Regions from separate parts of the Rattus norvegicus genome. Here regions 1 and 2 are each linked to region 3. A link is a contact called in public Hi-C data. All regions are on one chromosome and are shown on one strand. Each heading gives the region's core, a stretch centred on a gene start, on an enhancer-like site or on the middle of the called end of the contact. The rest is flanking DNA. Distances are from core to core; before and after follow the strand shown.

Region 1 (2,970 bases), core at 20-2,519, 250 kb before region 3:
GAATTTGGTTTCTGAGCCCCTAACCTTTCATCTTCTCAGAGAAGCTCAATCTTGGATGCAGCCACAGCCCACACTTGCTACGGAAAGGAGAGCCAAGTGACGTTCGGTGGCAAGGGAAAAAAAACCCCTCAGACTGAGTGCTGCAGCCTAGAACCTTCTCTGGAAACAGGACTTCTTATCATTTCTGGCAAAAGCCTGGTTCATTTATTCAGACACGGGTGATGGAATGTGTTTGTCATTTGGCAGAGTCTCTGTGAAAACTAGGTTAAGGGCCAAATCAAGAGTGAGGAGGATGCAGACAGTGCGAGGAGCTGTCAGACCTTGCTGACTAAAAGCTGCCTCCTCGCCTCTGCGGTTTGGTCCCAGCCAACTTTCTTTTCATTGCAAAAGGGACGAGCCGGGTTAGTTGTAATAACGACACAGGCAAATTTTAAGAGGAGTAAAGAACATGGGGGGAAAATCACATTGTGCTTGCTTAAAGCTTGTAGAGAAGGAGAGTGCTCTCAAATGTCAAGAGGGGAAAAGGTCCTTAGCTAGTTAAAAATAAAAACAACAAACAAACAAACAAAAAACAAAAAAACAAAAAGCCTCAGCACTTGGAAGGAGAGTTCTCTTGGAGATGCAGAGGTGAACAGTATCAACTGACACAACTGCCGGTGATATGAAGCTACCGGTGATATGGAGGCTGCACGGTTAAAGTGCTATGGAGGGTAAGGTTGTTTTCTCTGGGCAGGCTGAAGGCTCCCCCAGTTGTACTCTTTATATTCCTTTGGCTCTTGTTTTTGGCTATAAACCATCAATGACTTAGTGTAGAAGCTTTGCCACTAGGCTAAGCTTTGATCTTATGGGTCCTAAACGTCTGCTGAACGACACATGCTCCCGTTCCCCTATTCGTTCACTCTCTCGTTCACTCGGCAACCATCTGCAGCATGTGTTCTATGCACCAGGAGCTGTAACTGCCCTTGAGACTCCCTCCTTGGCTTGTGAGAAGCTCCCAATCTGGTGTGGATGGTCAGCCCCACAGCCATCACCACACTGCATCACAGAGCCATGGGAGTCTGTGGCGGCGGAGCAGAGCACAGCTGCTAGAGGACAATTCCTCCAAGGCATGTTTTTGAGCTCAGCCATGGGAAAGTGGAAGTTAGCTAGGTGGGGAGGGGAGTAGGAATGTGGGGTCAGGAGTCTGGAATAGCATAGCCTATGCAGGTAGCAGAGGAGAAGGAACAGTATGAGCCAGGGCAGAAAGCAGAGTACAGAGCTGCTGAAGGGTGTGGTGGGGAGCTCAGCTTGGACTCTGAGTAAGTCCAAGGTTCTCATCCCATGAGTCTCAAATTACCAGGCTGTGAACAAATAATGTGTTGCTAATAATAAACTATTAAGTTCCTAATAGTTTCCCTCGTCAGGAAAAAAACAACCAACATTAGAGCAGCTTGAAGGTCACCCCTGTAATGTGGTGGCTCTCCCCCACTGGCATTCCATATGCTTTCTTGAGAAAAAGGGGATGGGCTAGGGCTAGAAGCCAGGGCTGGAGGCTTCTCTCTGCTCCCCTTCTCTAAGCAGCAAGCTAAGACTTTGGAATTTACAGATTATCACTGTGCCTTTCTGCACCCAGAAGCTGACATTCCCCTGAATCTGGACACAACAGTGCACTAACCAGTGTGTGCATCTCTCGTGTTGTTGGCCACGAAAGGCTTGCAGCTGTGTTGACAAGCAGCAGCGTGGAGGCCAATACTGTGAACCATTGATCAGTGTTCAAATATAAGAAAATCTCAGGTACATTTTCCCAAGAACTCGCTGTGTCGACCAGACCAACTTCCTACTTGTAGTCATCCCCCGTCTCATTCTCCTACGTGCTGAGATTGCAAATATGAGCCACCATACCTAGTGTTGTTCTATATATGCTTGCTGTAGTTTGTCGTGTAATATATCATGTAGCAAACTATAGTGTGTCCATTTTAAAACATACTCCTCCAATGTAGTGGTGCACATACCTGCGGTTCCAGTGCTTGGCAAATAAAAACAGGAGGATCAGAAGTTCAAGGTCATCTGCAACTACAAAGTAAGTTCAAGCAAGAGACTCTGTCTCAGAGACAAGCACACAGACAACCCCCAAACAGAATAAAAAACAGTACTTCAAAATAAACATTTCAAACAGAAAAAAGTGAAATTAAAACATTTACAATAAGGCCTAGGGGTATAATTCAGTGGCAAAGCACGTGCTTGGCGTGTATGACCCAGCACCAAAACCCCAAACCAAAACAAAAGAGAAACTCATTTACAACAATTTTCATCTTAGTGTAATCTTTTGGGCAAAGCAAGGATAGATTTATTAGGTTTATTGAGGAGAGATGAGAACGAAATCTGGGGAATGAGAGCAGCTCCAAGGGAGGAGCAGTCTCATTTTAGTTATTTATATTGAATTATATCTTGATTCTGTTTCAAATTTCAGTTCTTCATTTTAGTGGCTGCCATGGCTGGGAAAGTTCTTGTAGACGGACAAAGCTCCAAATGGAAAATGAACTCCTAAGTCAAGATGCCATGCCCTCGATTGTATCTCCTAATTACGCAGACCTGTGCATGTATGTATATGTTTATGTGTATTTGTACACACGTATACTTTGGTTCACATGCCCTTGTGCATGTATGCAGAGGCCAGAGTAAGATATCAGGTGTCTTCTATCATTCTTTCTTGGGATAGGGTCTCTCCCTGAACCCAGAGTGCCTCAGTTTACCCCTCTACTGAGTGCCAGCAAATTCTCATGATCCTCCTGTTTCTTTGGGTGTACCTGCTCACCACAGAACTGGGGTTATGGGTGCTGGGATTTGGAACTCAGACCCTCATGTTTGCATAGAAAGTACTCATACCCATCTAGCTATCTCTCCAGCCTCTGCAAAAGCTTTGGATGGAATTATGGTTACAGGGATGGAGAGACGCCTACGTGGTAAAGCACTTGCTGCCGTCAGAATCCA
Region 2 (2,922 bases), core at 199-2,698, 210 kb before region 3:
ATTGGCATGGGACTATGCTCATGATTGGTACTTGAAACAATGTTACGAAATAAATGATCCACTTGTTGTATAAAAGTCTTTAAGTATTTCTCACCTCAAGCCTTATGTCTTTAGTTTTCCAGGGATACAGAGAGGGGAAAAATATCCTCAAGGCTGCTGCTATTTGAATGTCAAAAGGTCAGTCGACATTACTAGAGGGATGCTGTGGCTTTCTGCCTGGGGCCATCAAACAATGTGCCACAGGATTTAGCTGATCTCAGACACTTACAGACAGGGCCAGATTACACAGAAGTCTCTTAAGAAGCGAGTGAACTACAAGGCTTTTGACTAATTGTTCCTTTCTGACAGAATAGAGGACGTTTCCTGGTAAAAGTCTTTCCAGCAGAGGGTTTGTCGCAGTTCTTTCACTAAATTGTAAACCTGAGCAAAAAGAACTAAGCAGAAAATGTTTAACTACTGTATTTAAGCCTAACACTATTTATAGTCACTCTATAGTCATCATTTCTGAGATAGTGAAAATCTTCATGGAAGCTGTAGGCCAAGGACTGGCTGAGTGCTTTCCCTGTACAAAATATTTTGGAAATTCAATCATGTATCTGTTTATAATAAGTGATGAATTTACAAGCAAAGCTATATATTAATTCAGTCTCATTAAAAAAGCTAACAAGGAACGTAATGAGGTTATCATTTTTTCATATATTAACAAAAGCTCTGATAGTTATTTGACTGATAGCCATTGGATAGTTTTTGAGATTATAAACGGTTACATTAAGAAAATATGCACAATTCTGATTAATGCATCAATTACAATAGGCAATGCATTTTATACATAAAATGAGTTTTATGTGTTTCATAGTTTAAAAGGCATATATATATATATTCACAGTTTTGTTAGAAACAGACTATTAAATGAATGCAGTGAGCTGCTATAAGCAGTCAGCAAAACACGGAGAAATATTGACAATGAAGAGAAAGACATCTTTTTTTTAATTTTATAATTGTGAAAGAGAGGGGAGAATTCATCTGGGACACAGTTGAAGTCATAGAGAAGTACCTGAGCTGGAGTTGACTGGAGACACAGCCTGTGAGCTCAGAAGTTCCTTGGGCAGCAGGCCTGTGGATTCTCCCCCTGTGGCCACTGTGAGTAACGTTAAGTAAAGCAGGTAGGTCTCTGTGGACCCACATCGCGTCTCACATCCGGTCTGAGAGCATCGCATCCCGTATGTGAGCATCACTCCGTGGGTTGGGAGTCACTAGATCGATCATTCTTCTCCAGGGCTTTCGTAAGCTGGTTCCCATCGGGATCACCTCCTGCCCCAGCTGTTCTCTTGGCTCCCATTTTCCTGCTAAAAGGAGAGGAATCCTCCAGGAGGGATGAGTCAGGGTGTAAACCAAGTGGCAGCCTCTGGATGCAGGCTCGCCAGGTCCAATTTGGATGACTAGACGGGCGGAGCATGCTCACTCTCTGCTGGCACGCCCTGAAGAATGTGGGACCCGCAGCTGCCTCTTGCAGTGGTTAGAAGTGGCCATCCAACTTTTAGTGATGTGTATTTTAGCTACACTGTTCACCACTGTTTTCCGTCTGGAAAAACAGGAAGAGCAGTGTTTGAAGAGCTGCCTGTGCTCTTGAAAGGCTTTTTTCTAGTGTGACTTTCCTTCTTAGCATCTCAGCAGTGTTTGCCAATGCAGCCCAATCAATTCACTAAATTAAACATACACTGTGTGAGATGTGAGCACAGAAAAACCTGCTGGGAGCAAAATAAATGCAAAGTGAGATGTATAGTCCTTCCTCCCAAACAAGCCCCCAAGCCGGCTGGCCTGGGTTTGACACTTTTTGATACCTAGCCTCTAACAGTGACAGTACTCAAAAGCAGACTAAAAACAGAGAACTCAACGGGAAAAAAAATATCCCAAACACAGGCTATCCTGGGTTTCTGTTGTCAATTGTTCTGGTGGTGGTTGTGGGTTTGTTATTGTTGTTGTTTGCTTGCTTGCTTGTTTGTTTCCCTTTTTTAACCTTGCAGAAGCCAGAGCTATCAGATTAAAAAGAACTGCACGTGAGAAAATTCTTCCAGAAGATTGGCCCTTAGGCGAGCATTTGGGGCATTCTAGGAGGGCCCAGCGTGGGGGGGGGGGGTCCGGGCATGTGGTCTTGTGGTTTATAAGAAGGCAGGCTGAGCAAGCAGTAAGCAGAGTTCTTCCACAGCCTCTGCATCGGTTCCTGCTTCCAGGTTCCTGCCTTGACTTCCTACCCTGACTTTACCTCAATTATAGAAGTGTAATGGAAGTGTAAGCCAAATGAACCTTTTCTTTCCTCCAAGTTGCTTTTGGTCATGGTGTTTTATCATAGCAAGAGAAACCTTAACTAAGATTTTTGTGCTACACAATATCGATTGAAAGAACTAAGGAGTTTCTGGGCTGCCTTGGGTAGCTTTGATGAATTTCCCAGTACTCTAGCTTTTTGGCCTTGCCAATAGTACATCCTTTAGAGCAGAAAAGCTCAGCTCAGACAGCACGACCTACACACTAACCTTTACCACAACATGCTTCCATCACTCCCAAAGGAGTCAAGCAGCACAGAAGCTCCCTGTTGGCCGCTTTGAAAGGGTCCATATTGTTAGAAAGTGCATTCTGAGACCATTGTAGGAAATGGCTCTCCTATCACGTCTGTGAGAAGTTTTTGCTATGTATGCATTTTATTTTGAGACCCAAGAAGCCCATAGATGCCTAAATTTACATTCTCCACAGAGTCTGGTCCCCTACAGAACACTAAGAATTAAATATTAAGCAACTGTAATAATGTTAATATCCATGATGAGTGTCTTAAGTTTAATGTTTAATTCTTTCCAATCTCCAGGGGGGTTGGCTCCTCTGCCTTCTGTTGTTACACCTTCTGATTGCACCGTTCCTGTGGAAACGCTT
Region 3 (2,859 bases), core at 21-2,520:
CATGTGTGTGCACGTGGGTGTGGGTGTGTGTGGGTGTGTGGGTGTGGGTGCACGAACTGTAAGCCACACAGAACTAGTAAGGGTTCTAGTCCTCATTTGGTAGTACCTCACCTGTTCTGAGCAGGACTGAGTGAGCACAGTAGAAATCCTGCCTGCCAAGGAGTGTCTTTATGCCAGGGAGTCTTTATGCTCCTTATTAAGGAAATGGAGAGGGGAAAAAGCACATACATTTAGGATTGCTGCTGCTTTGCTTTGTTTCCTGAAAAATAATTGAAAGGCACAGTTAGGTTTATTCTCCCATTTATCAGACTGGGGTTCTAGATAGATGTCTGTGAATCAAACCTGTTTTATACAGAATTATGGATGATTGCAATGCACAATCTTGTCCTTTGGGTTCAATATCTGATTTTGTAATTAATAATTATTGTTCTTATTTTCTAAATGGGAGTTTTAATGTGTATTTCCCCCCTTTGGATGTTGAATGTGATATACAACACAGAGTCCTTGAGGACTCTATGAACATAATTATTCTCCATATAAAAGTTAGTTTTTAGTATGTGAAAAACCAACAATCACTCATTTTTTTACACATATGTATCAACATGAGTCTCTGGTGATTGCTTTTATACTAGTCTAAAGTTCGAATTTTAGCATTAGTCCCAGTTCTATGTGGAAGGAGAAAAATATCCAGTTCTGACCAGAACGCTCTGTAATATAAAAGTTTATAGAAGAAGTCTGTTTTTTAGTGGATTAATGCTAATTTGCTGTGAGTTCAATACAAATTAGGTAAAGCTGGGGTTCCCCCTCCCAGAATTGGATTGTTTGTGCTAAAAACTGTCATTCGAATTCGCAACTCCTTCAAAACTGTTACTACAAAAACAAATTATTTTCTTATTCAGCCTAAAAACAAAAACATTTCTCCCAAACTATCCGCTTTAATATCCACGTTTTTAATCGACCTGATTTAAAGGTAATTTGCAAGAAATGCATTTCTGCATGTCTCCCGGAGTTGGAACTGGGACAGCAGATTTGGAGGGGGTGATTTCATAAACCCTTTTCCTCCTAGGAGACACCTTGAGGGCTCCCGAGGTGGGTGCAAGAAGAGAGCCCCTTTAGCTGCAGTCAGGACCCCAAGAGTTAAAGGGAGCGAGCCCCTACCAGCGGCTCCCCGCCCCACTGTCCCCACCCTCTCCTTTTGGCTGGGGATTAAAGTGCTCCCCCCTGTGGCAGCAGTGACCCAGAAATGAGTCTGCGTCCCGGCGCTTCCTCTGCCGCCAGCCGCACGCCCTACCGGGAGGGCCTGGGCGCGCCGGGCCGGCCGAGCGCGCGGGCGACAGCAGGGGCTCGCCCGGCTCCCCGCGCGGCCTCTGTGGCCCGGACTCATGCGGCGCAGCGTGCAGCCCGCGGAGGCCCAGCCCGTGCGCAGCAGGTACGCGGGGGCGGAGGCGCGGGGGCGCGCGGGTCGGGGTGCGCGTCTCAGGCCGCGGCCGCGGCGGCTGCAGGACGAGCCGAGAGACTCAGCCATATTTGATGGTTTTGTTGCTTCGCTCGGGAGTTCTCGGGAGTAATGTAATGCCGAAGGTCGCTGCCTAGTGGAAATAATATAGTACGTCATTAATATGGCGCCAAAAGATTGGGCTGTGGATCTGTAGCGCGGAGGGAGGAGGCGGCCGCCCGCGCCGAGGCACTATCCCACCAGCAACTTGGGCATCGCCGGGTGGGGGCCGGCGACGAGGCCGGGATGGCCGCGGAGCCCGGGAATTGATCGGTGTCGGATCAGTAAGTTCTATTCCGATTATTATTTTCAATCGGAGGAGGGCGAAGGCTTAGAGCTTTTCCTTTTAAATGTACGAAGAACATGAGGCTTTTCAGGTGATTCATCCAACGTTTTCAGCAGCAGAAACCCAGTTTATACATTAAAAAAAAAAAAGCCAAAGTGCCTTAGGCTGCGTGAAAGTGGAAAGAAAGCATAGTAGCTAGCAACTTGGTAGACAGATGGCAATGGCAGAGCGCAGGTTCGCGTACATACATGTTTCCAGAGTGTTTGACAGTGTGTGTGGGGAAGGAGGCTGTGAGGGTATGTTTTTCCAAACATAGGTGTGAGGGTGGTACATCTGTGTGAAGTGGCCGCAGCCCTGGTTCTTGTCACCGCGTCACCACATGTCCAACATATTCATTGCATCAATTCAAGGGCAGTGAGAAGGGGATGAAGGGACCGCTTGGCAATTAGATTTTTCTAGAATGGGTTTCCAATGATGAGACCTTTTACTTCCAGCGAGACTGCTTGTAAAGTGTAAGACTTCATCGGTGAAATTGGGAAGGACTTCATCAGTAGAGCAAAGTACCTATTAATCATGAACTTAAAACGGACTGCAGATTGCAACCTTTGGCACCATCTGCAAATTGTGGGGGTGGGGTCTCTGGGTCTCCTGGCTCCCCTTGTAGCACATGCACACGCGGTGTGCACCCCGGGACTGCAAGTTGCAAAACCTTCCCGTGCACGTGTCTGGTGCCTGTGAGTGTGTTTGCGAGTTGGGTGCTGTTGTTCGGTAGCCAGTAGGCTTTCCGGGTCGGCTCGGCTTAGGCTTGCAAATGCGGGAGAGGGATGGAATGTGGAATGTTGACCGGAGAACCGAATCCTTTCGGAACGGTCCCATTTGCTGGAGAAATTCGATACCTTCCACCTCCTACCCGCCCCCCAACCCCCCTCCCGCCCGCCTTCGGGCAGGAGGCGGGGCTGAGGACGCCGCTGCTGCTCAAAGTGGCGGAGCGCAGCGGCGGGAGGCAGGTGCACAGCACCGCCGGTGGGGGTGCCTCAACTTCCGCGGGCGTTTAAATAGCAGCGGGGCTCCCCTCCCA

Evidence for each region. A called contact is a pair of places that touch in the nucleus more often than the background predicts.
Region 1: a contact with region 3 is called in a Hi-C map of kidney, with 5 times the contacts expected there. The contact joins the enhancer-like site here to the promoter of Jade1 in region 3. A contact is called at or near these places in 2 of 12 Hi-C or Micro-C datasets (the A7r5 cell line and kidney).
Region 2: a contact with region 3 is called in a Hi-C map of the A7r5 cell line, with 3 times the contacts expected there. The contact joins the enhancer-like site here to the promoter of Jade1 in region 3. A contact is called at or near these places in 2 of 12 Hi-C or Micro-C datasets (the A7r5 cell line and Schwann cells).

The regions. Positions count from the first base shown.
Region 1 is chr2:126,215,217-126,218,186 of GRCr8, forward strand. No RefSeq gene overlaps it. Among named protein-coding and RNA genes, the nearest start is that of Pgrmc2, 200 kb to the left of the region's middle. Within about 2 kb of position 1,270, at least 15 of the 93 cell types and tissues checked have an H3K27ac peak or open chromatin away from gene starts, as enhancers often do. A contact at or near this core is called in kidney, where this site is marked.
Region 2 is chr2:126,261,958-126,264,879 of GRCr8, forward strand. No RefSeq gene overlaps it. Among named protein-coding and RNA genes, the nearest start is that of Jade1, 210 kb to the right of the region's middle. Within about 2 kb of position 1,449, at least 11 of the 93 cell types and tissues checked have an H3K27ac peak or open chromatin away from gene starts, as enhancers often do. A contact at or near this core is called in the A7r5 cell line, where this site is marked.
Region 3 is chr2:126,469,854-126,472,712 of GRCr8, forward strand. It overlaps Jade1 (jade family PHD finger 1), which reads left to right and starts at 1,271. Exons shown (of 11, transcript NM_001415052.1): 1 at 1,271-1,429.